3 separate regions of the Pan troglodytes genome follow, and regions 2 and 3 are each linked to region 1. Evidence: chromatin contacts called from public HiChIP or PLAC-seq and capture Hi-C data. All regions are on one chromosome and are shown on one strand. The core of a region is the stretch at or near the end of the contact, and the rest is flanking DNA. Distances in the headings are between cores, read along the strand shown.

Region 1 (3,745 bases), core at 399-2,898:
GGGATTAAAAGTAATCAAAATTACATAATAAACTCACTATCTTTACCTTCCTAAGGCTAAATAAATCACAGAAAACCTCTAGTCATCTACCTAAACACCAGTCACAACTCCTCACCCGGAGGCTATATCCGTATTCCCAGCCGACCTTCCTCCTAATTACAAGACCTTGGACAAGCCTCCCTCATCTTAAATGGAGCATTCTTAAATTATTACATAATCTTAATTATTAAATCATTATTGTTACAAGCCTCAAATACAGCTGTGAGGGTTAAATGAGTTAACGCATTTAAATAAGCCGGCTGTGCCGTAGGCATTCATTCATTCACCATTTACCGATTTCCCACTATAGACCAGGCAATGCTTTGGATTTCTACTTGAACAAAGTTATTCTGGCAGCTGTCTGAGAATCCACTGGAGTGATACCAGCCCCAAACGCCAGTTTTTAAAAGGCTGTCACGCCAGTGTCAAGGCAGTTGCAGCAGGTATGGAGAGAAATAGTCCGAGTGGGCTAAGGAGCAAAATGACTGTATTGATGATCATTGAAATTGGATGTGAAAGGAAGACTGGAGTCCATGATGAAGTACAAGTTTGAGATTCAGGCATTCACTGAAATAAATAATACAGAAGGTGGAGATGCTGTTTTAGAAGGAAGAAGGAAAGGCTCATTTTGGGATTTGTGGAAGCTGCCTGGCGGGCAGCCTTGACGGCGATGCCCAGGACCTGTGTATGCCAGCGTCTGCCGCTCTGAAAGGTGGAAGTCTACAAAAAGGTGAAAATGATGGGAATGGGTAACTGGGCTTCAGGGAGCAGATGCTGAGACTTAGAACGCCAGCATTTCAGGCAGGGAGGAGCGTTAGCCTGGGCCCGTGGATGGCTTGAGGGTACAGCACTCCAAAACGGTAGCCGAATGACCGCCTATATGCAGTTTTCCAGGAAGGGAATCCTATGGCTTTCATTAGATTCTCACAGGGTTCAAGACCCTCAATTAATTAAGAAAGGCAAATACGGAACGTTTCTTAGGAAAAAAAAGGAGGAATTTGGGAAGGAGTCAGAGAGGCAAAAGGAGAAACCGGGCAACAGCAGTATCTCAGAACCCAAGTTTTGGACAATCCAGTTTGGGATGAATGATCACTAACAATACCCTAGGAGGCAAAAATCTGGAAGGCTGGGGCCGACAAGGGTTCTTGCGGCAACAGGGCAAAGGTGTGGCGGGTGCAGCCTCGATCGAACGGCCAGACCCCTCCCCTCCGCGGGAACTTCCCGAGAGCAGCCCGCGGGGCCCGGGCTCACCGCGGCGGAAGGGCTCCAGCAGCACATCCGACCGCTTGCACAGACGCCGCAGCACGGCGGCTCCCCGCGGCTGCTTCAGGTCCAGCACTAGCGAGCGCTTGCCCCGGCCCAAGCGGCTCACGTCGTAGCGGGAGCCGGGCCGGTCCACGCGTACCACCCGCGCCCCGAAGTCAGCCAGGACCATAGCACAGAACGGGCCCGGGGCCAGGCCGGACAGCTCCACGACCGAGATGCCCTGCAGTGCCATGGCGCTTCCCAGTGCCCCGCTGAAGGAAACTGAGCAGCCCTTAGCCCCAGCCCAGCAGCCTGCAAGAAGCCCTCCCAATCCCCGGCGCCACGCCCCCAGCCGCGGCGCCGCGCCCCAAAGGCACCACCCCCGTCCCTCTTTTGTGGGCCTGCGCAAGCCCGCGGAGTCTGCGCACTGGGCGCTTCCTCACCCCCGGCCTCCCGGGACCGCCAGTGCCAAAGGCAGTAGGTTGCTTTCCTTTTTGTGCAACCTAAATTCCTGAGTCTTAAATTTCAGGGACCGACCTTTGGAGCTCCTGCCTGTTACCGTCCTCTCTGGACGCTTTTATTGTACCATGGCGATCCCCAGCCCAACTGTACCATTCGAGTCCCTACTCCTGCCTCGCTCTAGGGAAATAAAATAACGTAAACACGTAAGAACAATGCGAAAGCGTTTTCTTCCCTAGGCTGCAGATTGTCTTCTTCACCCTAGCTAGCTAGCTGGGAATTTAATCCAGAAACGGCTTGCAATACCTCCTAGATGCACTCGTTTTGAGTTACAAACTCCGCGGATTACATGTCTTTTTTAAAAAGTTTAGACTACACTAGGAAAATTATTTTAGTATCAGAAGAATATCAGGGGTGTAGTACTCATCAGAGCTAAATGAGAGCGCTTTAAAAATGTTAGTTTGTCTTCCGCCATTTCTACAGAAAGCTGCAATTTCAGGTTTTCAACCTAATAGGTGATATTTAAGAAAAAAAAAAAAAGCAATCGCAAATAGCCCCACTGCTTTTACAAATCATTTTTTCTCTTCTAGGTATAGCCTGTCAGGTGGCCTAATGTAATTTTTGACATCTCTAGGAATTTTAATAGAACCAGAAATGGGTGCCAGAGATATGCCTGCACTAATCTTAAGTGGGGATTTATGTATTTCTCAAGCAAGTGATTAAAGCAAAACTAGGCACGATTGAAATCAAGATCTTTTAGGCAAGAAAGTCATGATGAATTTTAGAATTATTTTAGGACTCTGTGGCTTTCTCTTCATAGAAATAGAAAAAAAAATTGTATAAAACCACAAAAGGTCCTGAATAGCCAAAGCAACACTGAACAAAAAGAACAAAGCAGGAAGCAACACACTACCAGAATTCAAATTATACTACCAAGGTGTAGTAACCAAAACAGCATTCTATTGGCATAAAATAGACACAAAGACCAATGGAACAGAATAAAGAACCCCTAAATAAATCCATATATTTACAGCCAGCTGATTATCGATAAAAACACCAAGAACATACATTAAGGACATTCTATTCAATAAGTAGTGCTGGAAAAACTGGAAATCCATGTGCAGAAGAATGAAACTAGACCCCTATCCCTCACCATACACAAAAATCAACTCAGAATGGATTAAAAAACTTAAGACATACAACCCAAAACTATAAAACTACTATAAGAAAACAGATAAAACACTTCAGGACATTGACCTAGGCACAGATTTTATGACTAAGACTTCAAAAGCATAGGCAACAAAAACAAAAAATAGGCAAATGGGACTATATTAAACAAAATCTTCTGCACAACAGAAGAAACAACAGAATAAAGAAACAACTTATTGAATAGAAGAAAATATTTTGCAAATTATTCATCCAACAAGTGACTAATATGCAGACTATACAAGAAACTCAAACAACTCAACAGCAAAAAATGAAATAATCTCATGAAAAAGTGGGCACAGGATCTGAACAGACATTTCTCAAAAGGCATACAAATGGCCAACAGGTATATGAAAAAATGCTCAACATCACTAATCATCAGGGAAATGCAAATCAAAACCACAATGAGATATCATCTTACTTCAGTTAGACTGGCTATTATCAAAAAGACAAAAAATAACAAATGCTGGCAAAGACGCAGAGAAGAGGAACTTATATATACTGTTGGTGGGAATGTAAATTAGTTTAGCCATTATGGAAAACAGTATGGAGGTTTGTGAGAAAACTAAAAATAGAACTTCTATATGATCCAGCAGTCCCACTACTGGATATATGTCCAAAAGTATCGGGGGAACCCGCCCCCAATATTTCAACATAGGTTCTTTCTATTTTCCCTAAGTGTCGGCCAGTCTGAGAAATAAAGGGAAAGAGTACAAAGAGAAGAATTTTACAGCTGGGCCACCAGGGGTGACATCACATATCGGTAGGTCCGTGATGCCCACCTGAGCCGCAAAAC
Region 2 (3,745 bases), core at 438-2,937, 910 kb after region 1:
CTGGCTTTTTTTTTGTAGAGACAAGTTCTCACTATGTTGTCCAGGCTTGTCTTGAACTCTTGGGCTGAAGGGATCCTCCTGCCTCGGCTTCCCAAACTGCTGGGATTACAGGCATGAGCCACCACGCCTGGTCAAGATGTTCCTTTAGACTGAAATTTATATCCAGCATAGTTACCTTTAATTATACATGTTATAGGCAAAAATCCTTACTTCAGAAGGTAAAAGAAGTAAGTGATTCCTAGAGGCTGTATCCAAAACCAAATTAAGTTGGAGGGAGAAAATACTCCAAATTAAGTTGGAGGGAAAAAAATACTTTCCTTGTCCGTTTTTTTTTGTCCCTCCCCTCCCCCCGCCCGCCATCCCAATTCTGTTCTCAGGAGGGGAAAGGTTTCATTCTCCCCCAAACTCAGACTTCTCAATCCTTATCCATTACCAATTTACCAACTAACTGAGACTGTGTAGAATCTTCCTCTGGGAAAAAGGGAAGTGTATGAATTCTGAGTAGTGAGTTGGTTGGTCAGTGGCGTGTGAAGTAACCTGATGAAGCTTAGCGTGGGTTTTTTATTTTACTGGGGGCAGCATATTGGGGAAGAGAAGGATAACCTTACTAAACCGCTTGGGTACGCCAACCCTGTGCAATAGATATTAGCAACATAGCTAACCATACATGGTTAGTAAATACAACCCACACCTAACTGATGCATGTAAACATTCCACATTACAGTGAAATATATTGGTGTATTAATGCATTTTAATAACAATTATGGTATTATTTTGATACCTTTCAAAGTGTTTGGAATAATTGTGCAGATCTTCCATCTTGTAATACAATGTAATACAGCTAGTCAGATCAACCAAAACCTACCAGTTAAATACTATCCTTTAACTGCTTTCTTAACCTAAACCAATCTTGGAAAGGTAGGATTAGAGGCCAGAAAGTTAGGATTAAAGTGTGTTGGATGGATAGATCAGCACAATTTCATCCATGTTGGTGGTAAGGCTTTTCATTATTTTTAAGTGTGTTGATGCTTCCCTTTTAAATTGTTTCCGCTTAAATAATCTAACTGTCCTTTCTCAAGCATATTGGTCAAGATGATCAATACCAGAGATCTTAAGTGGCAGCTGAAGAGAATTAAAGAGATTAAAAAAAAAAAACCTGATATTCAGTCCAACCGAATTCTGCTACTGTATTAGCTGAGGAGGCTTGAGCCAACCACTTGACCACTTGGAGTCTGAATCGCCTTATCTATAAAAACGGGGATCCATTGAGAAATTATAATCAGATATTTTCCAGAATCCTCTCCCATCCCAGCTCCTATCTCCCCCTTCAGCCCTCAGGTCGGCTGCCACTCACACTGACCGCCATCTGTGCCCCTCACAATGACACCAGCGTGGCCCTGCCTCCCTTCCGCGCGGCCCCGCCTCTCACCCCGCCGAGGCCCCGCCTCTCACACCAAGGTCCCGCCTTCCTCCTGTTCTTCCCGGCCAAGGCCTGCCTTCCTCCCACGCGGCCCTCCTCTTTCCCCGCCAAGCTCCCGCCTTTCTCCTGCGCGGCCTGCCTCTCTCCTCGCCAAGGCCCCGCCTTCCTTCCTCGGGGCCTCGCCTCTCACCTCGCCGAGGCCCCACCCTCTCCCGCGCGGCCCTTTCCGGCACAGAGCCCACCCCTAGCCCATGCGAAGCGGCGGCCGCCGGCACCGCCCCCTCCGCGCTCTCGCGTGCCGCAGCCCGCGTCGTCTGCCGCCACCGCGCGCCTTCACTGACCTACACCACCGCCGCTGCCGCCGCCGCCGCCGGGCTCGCTGGCTGGCCCGGTGCGGGCGGCGGACTCCCGCCGGAGAGGAGTGCCAGCGCCGCCGCCGCCGCCGCTTCGGCCCGGGCCCGGGCCCCGACCCCGTCCCGGGCCCCAGCGCCGGCCGCCCGCCCGGTCGGGCGATGAAGTGTCACTATGAGGCGCTGGGGGTGCGGCGCGACGCCAGCGAGGAGGAGCTCAAGAAGGCCTATCGGAAGCTGGCCCTGAAATGGCACCCGGGTAAGTACCTGGCCCGCAGCCGCCGCGGCCACTCGGAGAAGCCCGGCCCTCCCCGACCTTCCCTTCCCCCGGGCGGACTCCGTGGAGCCAGCAGAGAGCGACCTGGCGGCCTAGGAGCTCCTTGCCCCGCCCGGCCAGTGCCCGGCGCCGCCCTGCCCGTCTCGGTGGGCGAAGCGCTCCGCCCTGGCGCACCCCGGCTCACACCCCATCTCCTCATACCCGCGACCCCGGCCCCGCATCGCCACTGTAGGGGGAAAACTGCAGTCCAACAACCTCACTTGCTCCCGCTACCGGGTCGCAGACACCACGAGGGAGCAGTCGGGGCCTCGGAACTCAGACCTGCCCCAGGCTTGCCTTTCCCTGCGTCCCTTGCAGCGCAGCCTCTCGGTGTTTTTCCTCCGCTGCCCTCCACCTCGTCCGGGAATCCCAGATACTTCAACCTGATGTTGAAGTTTTCGTTTCTTAGTTAAGAAGTTAAGACACGGGAGCTAGTAAAATATCTTTTCAATAGGGATGCGCTTTTTACGCTGTTTTTTTTTTCTTTTAATAAGCTGTTTAAGCAGACCTTGTACTTCACTTTGGACATGATTCTGCCGGGGAAGGTTTTAATCAGGCGGCTTCCCCAGTAAAGTTTGTATGTTTACTTAGAAGTATCCTTCCTTTGGATGTTTCATTGGTCTGTAATCCAGGCCTGTGTGACTTTTATGAAGTAATCTGATCTTCCAGGCTGGGAAACTAAGAGAGTAGTTGACTTTCAGCTTTTTGAGGTTCATATGAAGAGGCTTTCATATTAGCATTCATCAGTAAACACGGTTACAGAGTATCCAATATATGCAAGTCACTGCACTCTACTAAGTAGATTTGGAAATGCTGAGACAGGGGTCTTAGAGTCTTGTTAGGAAAACAACTTTCTGCTTTACACAAACGAAAAGTTAAATACAACTGCCAGAAAAAAATCGCAACATACATAATTGGTGGTTAGATTAATGGAACAACTAATATATGCTCCAGGAATTCAGGGAGGGAGTTATCATTTTGTATTGAGTCTTCCCCTTCTCAGAGGAGTTTGGACTGGATCGAAGAGGAATGCAATTTGGAAAAGTGAACTCAACAGTATGGAGGATAGCATGGTGGAGGACAAAAGATGTTCCGGGGGACAGTTTGACTGAAGGTGGTGTGCATTGCAGGTCTGAAAAATAGGGATTATGAGAGGAGTGGAAGGAAAGGGCAGGGACCCAAAGTCAAAAGGGAATGGCTATGGTGATGGAGTGAGAGATAGAGGTGTAGGTCTGTTATTTAAAGTTATGCTTACCAACAGAGGCGTGAAAAAATGTGATTATAAATATATTAGAAGAGCAGAAGTAAATGAACTGATGTTCATCATAGCAGTAAGTCAGAAGATACAGCCAAAATTAATAAATGTAAAAATAGTGTAGAAGTATGTTCTTAGAGTTTGGGTTAGTGTAGAAGCATATTCTTAGGAGTTTGGGTTGTTACTGTTAGAAATCAAGTTAGGAATTAGAAGGAAGTTCGGAATTCCTTGACTTTCTAGGTGGGAAAGGGTGAATGAAGTAGAGAATGCTGTGACCAAAAGCGTATGTAATTTTCTGAAGAGTGATGTTAAATCAGATTGTATTTCTTGAGTACAAGAGTAGTTTGAAATCAGATTGTATTTCTTGTAATCTTGAATATTAGCCCAAGGACTGTGAAATTTGC
Region 3 (3,745 bases), core at 933-3,432, 570 kb before region 1:
TATTATTGAAATCAAGGTGTCAGCTAAAGAGCAGTTATATATATATATATACACACACACACATATGTATATGTGTATACATATATATGTAATCTGCAAATTAGGTAGCTAATATTGTATAACTCTGTTCTCCTAGCACCTTTTCAAGTTACCCTTAGCCTTTGTCAGGACCTCGCTAGACTAGATTCTTTACCTAGAAGGATAGCCCAAACCTTCCTTCCTTCCTTGTCTTTGTTGGGTTCCCAGAGTTTTCCAACAGCGAAACATTAGACAAAGAAGTACTAAAAAAGGTCTCAGTGAATCTCCTGGGTTCTTGACAAAATTCTCCTTTATGTAGAAGAAACCCGCTTGTCCCCTTGTAATCAGGATCAATCACTCTGGACAGAAAAACAACCCCCAATTCTGCCTGTGAGTGTAGCAGTACGTGAAGCCCCACATAGGGTGTACTCTTAGGCCAACTGATCAGAACCATTACTGTGCATATATATATATATAATATATGTACATACATATACATATGTGTATATGTGTGTGTGTGTGTATATATATATATACACATATATAGTAAACTTGCTTAGCTCTAAATACACACATAGTGAAAGAACAAGTTGAACCGGTAAGTTCTACCAAGAACCACATGAAACTACCAGCAGACACTATTGTAAGCGCCAAGGGGACCTTTCTCCTTGGCCCTCTGAGGTTTGGCTGAAAATCACTAACATGAGGAACATTAATAGAAAAAACATACAAATTTACTTAACGTGTATACACAGGAAGAATCACAGCGTGATTACCCACCCCTCAGAGGGCTTCAGAAGCTTGTGGATACAATCCCAGCGACACAGGTTATGATAGGGAGAAGAGGAATTCTGTTGAGGGATTACAAGGGAGAATGAATGTATCAGGAACACATTAATTTGTACAACATCTTGTGAAAGGGTCTGCTCAGGTGTGATGACTACATTCTTGGTCTTACAGGGAGGCAACAAAAACAATTATGTTCCTTGTGATGTGTCTAAACTTTATCCTTTGCTTTGGCAGAGATGGCGTGGGGATTTAGGGGAGTGGGACCTTAAGGCTTCTTCAGTTCAGATGTCAAAACGCCATTATTTGGGGGTATGTTTCTGCGCCTCCAACACTGTTTAACAGGGAGGCTTGTTTCATCCAGTAAGGGGGTCAAGAAATGGTTCCCCGAAGAAAACGATTCTTGAAATCTGACAATAAATGAGGTGTCAAACAGGCAAAAAGTGTGTCGGAATGAGCACGGATGAGGGTAGGGTGGAAAAATCTTGGTACTTACTCTGTGGGAAGACCTGAGGAAAAAAAGCCACTACAGTTTATAGTTCAGTGTATGGTGGGCGAACGAGATGAAGCCGAAAACTTGGACAATCAGGGATTGTCCAAGAGCAAGGGAAAGCCACCAAAGATTTTTCAGCAGATTGCCGTGATCATATTTGTATTTGAAGACTACAACGGTGCTGTATGAAAAATGGATGCACAAAGTCGAATTCGGAAGCTATTGTTCCTGGAAAGTATAAACCTGAAGGCGGAGAGTTGTAGAGAACAGAACTGATGTTTAAAAAGAAAAATCCACAAAACGTGGTGGTGGAGCACGTACCTGAAGTTGTGCCTATTGCGCTTCTGATTTCAAATAAGTAATTGTTTTAAATTGCCTACTAACATAAAAAAGCCCAGTCGATTCCAAACACTGGCACCCAGGCGTGAGAATCCATGGTTATTTCCTTGGGTGAGCTTTATTGTTATTTTTGCGGGCGCTATGGAAATGCTCCTCCAGGCAGTACAGATCAGCAGCGGCTCGTAGTGAAGAATGTTCAAGGAAGAGTTTGTCCCGGATCAACAGGACATGGGGCTTGGGGAGCCTGGACTGCCATGAGGAAGGTCGATTCACCACTACAGACAGGGAGCCTGAGGCCTGGGTGGTGCCGACAAGTCGGCAGTCACGCCAGGTCAGGAAGCGCCGAAGCCGCGGGAAACCCTGGACTCCATCCCGGGATTTGTCCCCGTGTCGAAGATGGTATCCAGGTCGCCGAAAACCTCCCGGAAGTTTAGACCAAGACCTACTTATTATCTACGGTGTCCGGGAAGGTCCATGATTGTGCCACATAAAGTCAGAAGGGAGTAAAGGCGCACGCGCATTGGGGACTTGACTCTGGAAAGCGTGCAGACCAAGGTCAGCGGAGAGTAGGCATGTAGCTTCTGCAGTTGCTCCTCCTCACCCTCCGCGACCTGATTTCCTAGAAGGGCTCTGTCACCCGAAAAGATTTTCCACTGGCTTAGAGGAGGGAGGGCCCGCCTTCCCCCGTTATCCATTGGCTGCTCGTTCCGCCGCAAGTTGGGGGCGGGGTTAGGGCGCCTTTCGATTGCATCAGCTGGTCCAGCCGAGGCCAAGTCCCGGGCGCTAGCCCACCTCCGACCCGCCTCTTGGCTCCTCTCCTCTAGGCCGTCGCTTTCGGGTTCTCTCATCGCTTCGTCGTTCGCCAATGTTTGAGGAGAAGGCCAGCAGTCCTTCAGGGAAGATGGGAGGCGAGGAGAAGCCGGTGAGCAAACTTGGTGGGACCCAGAGACCAGCCTGGGACTCTAGTGGGTGCAGACGCTACGCTCGCGGCGGGAGCGGGGGGCAGGAAGCAGGAAGCGGCCGGGACCGCGTGGGTCGGAGAAGTGGGGGATGGTGGGACTCCTGGAAAGTCGGAACCCCCTTTGGGAACCATCCATTCATAAATTAGGGTGGGGCCTTGCAGTTCATCTGTGGGTCCATTCTCTTTACAGATGAGGAAACAGACCTTGAGTGAGCGACTTGTTCAGAGCCTCACATCTACAGTAGTTAGACGCGGAGACAGAATCAGAATCTTAGGCTTGGGGCTTCCAAACTTGCGTTTATGGCTTACTGTAAGCGGGAAACACATTGCAGAGCCTTATTTAATCAATCTCCTAAGATCCTGCGGGGGTAAAGAGCTCCATTTTAAGGAAAGGAAAACCGAGTGCCCGAGATCTGACCCAGCTTGTCCAAGTTTGGGTGGTTAAGTATACATTTTGCCCGGCACTGATCTGGGCGGTGCATGTGGGAAGATGAATAGGGCCCAGTTCCCCGACTTTGAGGGCCTCACAGGCTGATGTGTAAGAGACAGGAAAACAGCCCTAGTGCTTTGTGATCAACCTTGTGGTATTACAGAAGAGGAAGTTTAGGAAGGCACTTTAGAATTTAGTTTGGAAGAATGATTTCACCAGGTAAACAGGCAGGACGGGGCTTCCCACGTAAAGGTAGGGAAGGCAGTGAAAAGGGGCACGCAGGTGAATTGTCTTTCGGGTTGTTTGCAAGAGATATGCAAGAAGGGTTAAAGGAACAGCAATCAGAAGGATCTTAGGCAACAAGGATGTTTGAAACTTGTATTCTATACATGAAGGATCTTAAGCGGGAAGACTGTATTTGTAAAAGTCACGCTGGCATTGGGATAGAAGGTTAGGCCACATGCAGAAGGCTGTTGTAATAGTCCAAGTGAGAAGTGGTGACGTCTTCAGCTAAGGAATCCTCTATCCCAAGTCTGACAGGACAATTCACTGAAAAGCCAAAATTTTTTCTTGATTGTCCACTCGAGATTGAATGGAGAAACTGCATACGGGCACATTCTAACTATGTAAATTTAATTCTAGATGATAAATGGTGACTATACATAGATTTTTTTTCACATAAAATGATATTTTTACTGTTTTGTAACTTTTTTTTTTT

What was found. HiChIP or PLAC-seq counts read pairs in DNA pulled down with a chosen protein or histone mark. Capture Hi-C pulls out chosen DNA fragments and counts their contacts.
Region 2: an H3K4me3 HiChIP or PLAC-seq map of stem cell-derived excitatory neurons shows a contact between it and region 1, with 2.6 times the contacts expected there. The contact joins the promoter of DNAJC21 here to the promoter of AMACR in region 1. A contact is called at or near these places in 1 of 1 datasets of contacts at active chromatin or transcription factors (stem cell-derived excitatory neurons) and 1 of 1 other capture datasets (stem cell-derived neural stem cells).
Region 3: a contact with region 1 is called in a capture Hi-C map of stem cell-derived neural stem cells, with 5 times the contacts expected there. The contact joins the promoter of TARS1 here to the promoter of AMACR in region 1. A contact is called at or near these places in 1 of 1 datasets of contacts at active chromatin or transcription factors (stem cell-derived excitatory neurons) and 1 of 1 other capture datasets (stem cell-derived neural stem cells).

The regions. Positions count from the first base shown.
Region 1 is chr4:78,766,067-78,769,811 of NHGRI_mPanTro3-v2.0_pri, reverse strand. It overlaps AMACR (alpha-methylacyl-CoA racemase), which reads right to left and starts at 1,648. Exons shown (of 6, transcript XM_009449327.5): 1 at 1,291-1,648. The coding sequence starts at 1,537.
Region 2 is chr4:77,858,095-77,861,839 of NHGRI_mPanTro3-v2.0_pri, reverse strand. DNAJC21 (DnaJ heat shock protein family (Hsp40) member C21) reads left to right here and starts at 1,687. Exons shown (of 13, transcript XM_016953446.4): 1 at 1,687-2,029. The coding sequence starts at 1,933.
Region 3 is chr4:79,335,068-79,338,812 of NHGRI_mPanTro3-v2.0_pri, reverse strand. It overlaps TARS1 (threonyl-tRNA synthetase 1), which reads left to right and starts at 2,182. Exons shown (of 19, transcript XM_001153971.6): 1 at 2,182-2,558. The coding sequence starts at 2,502.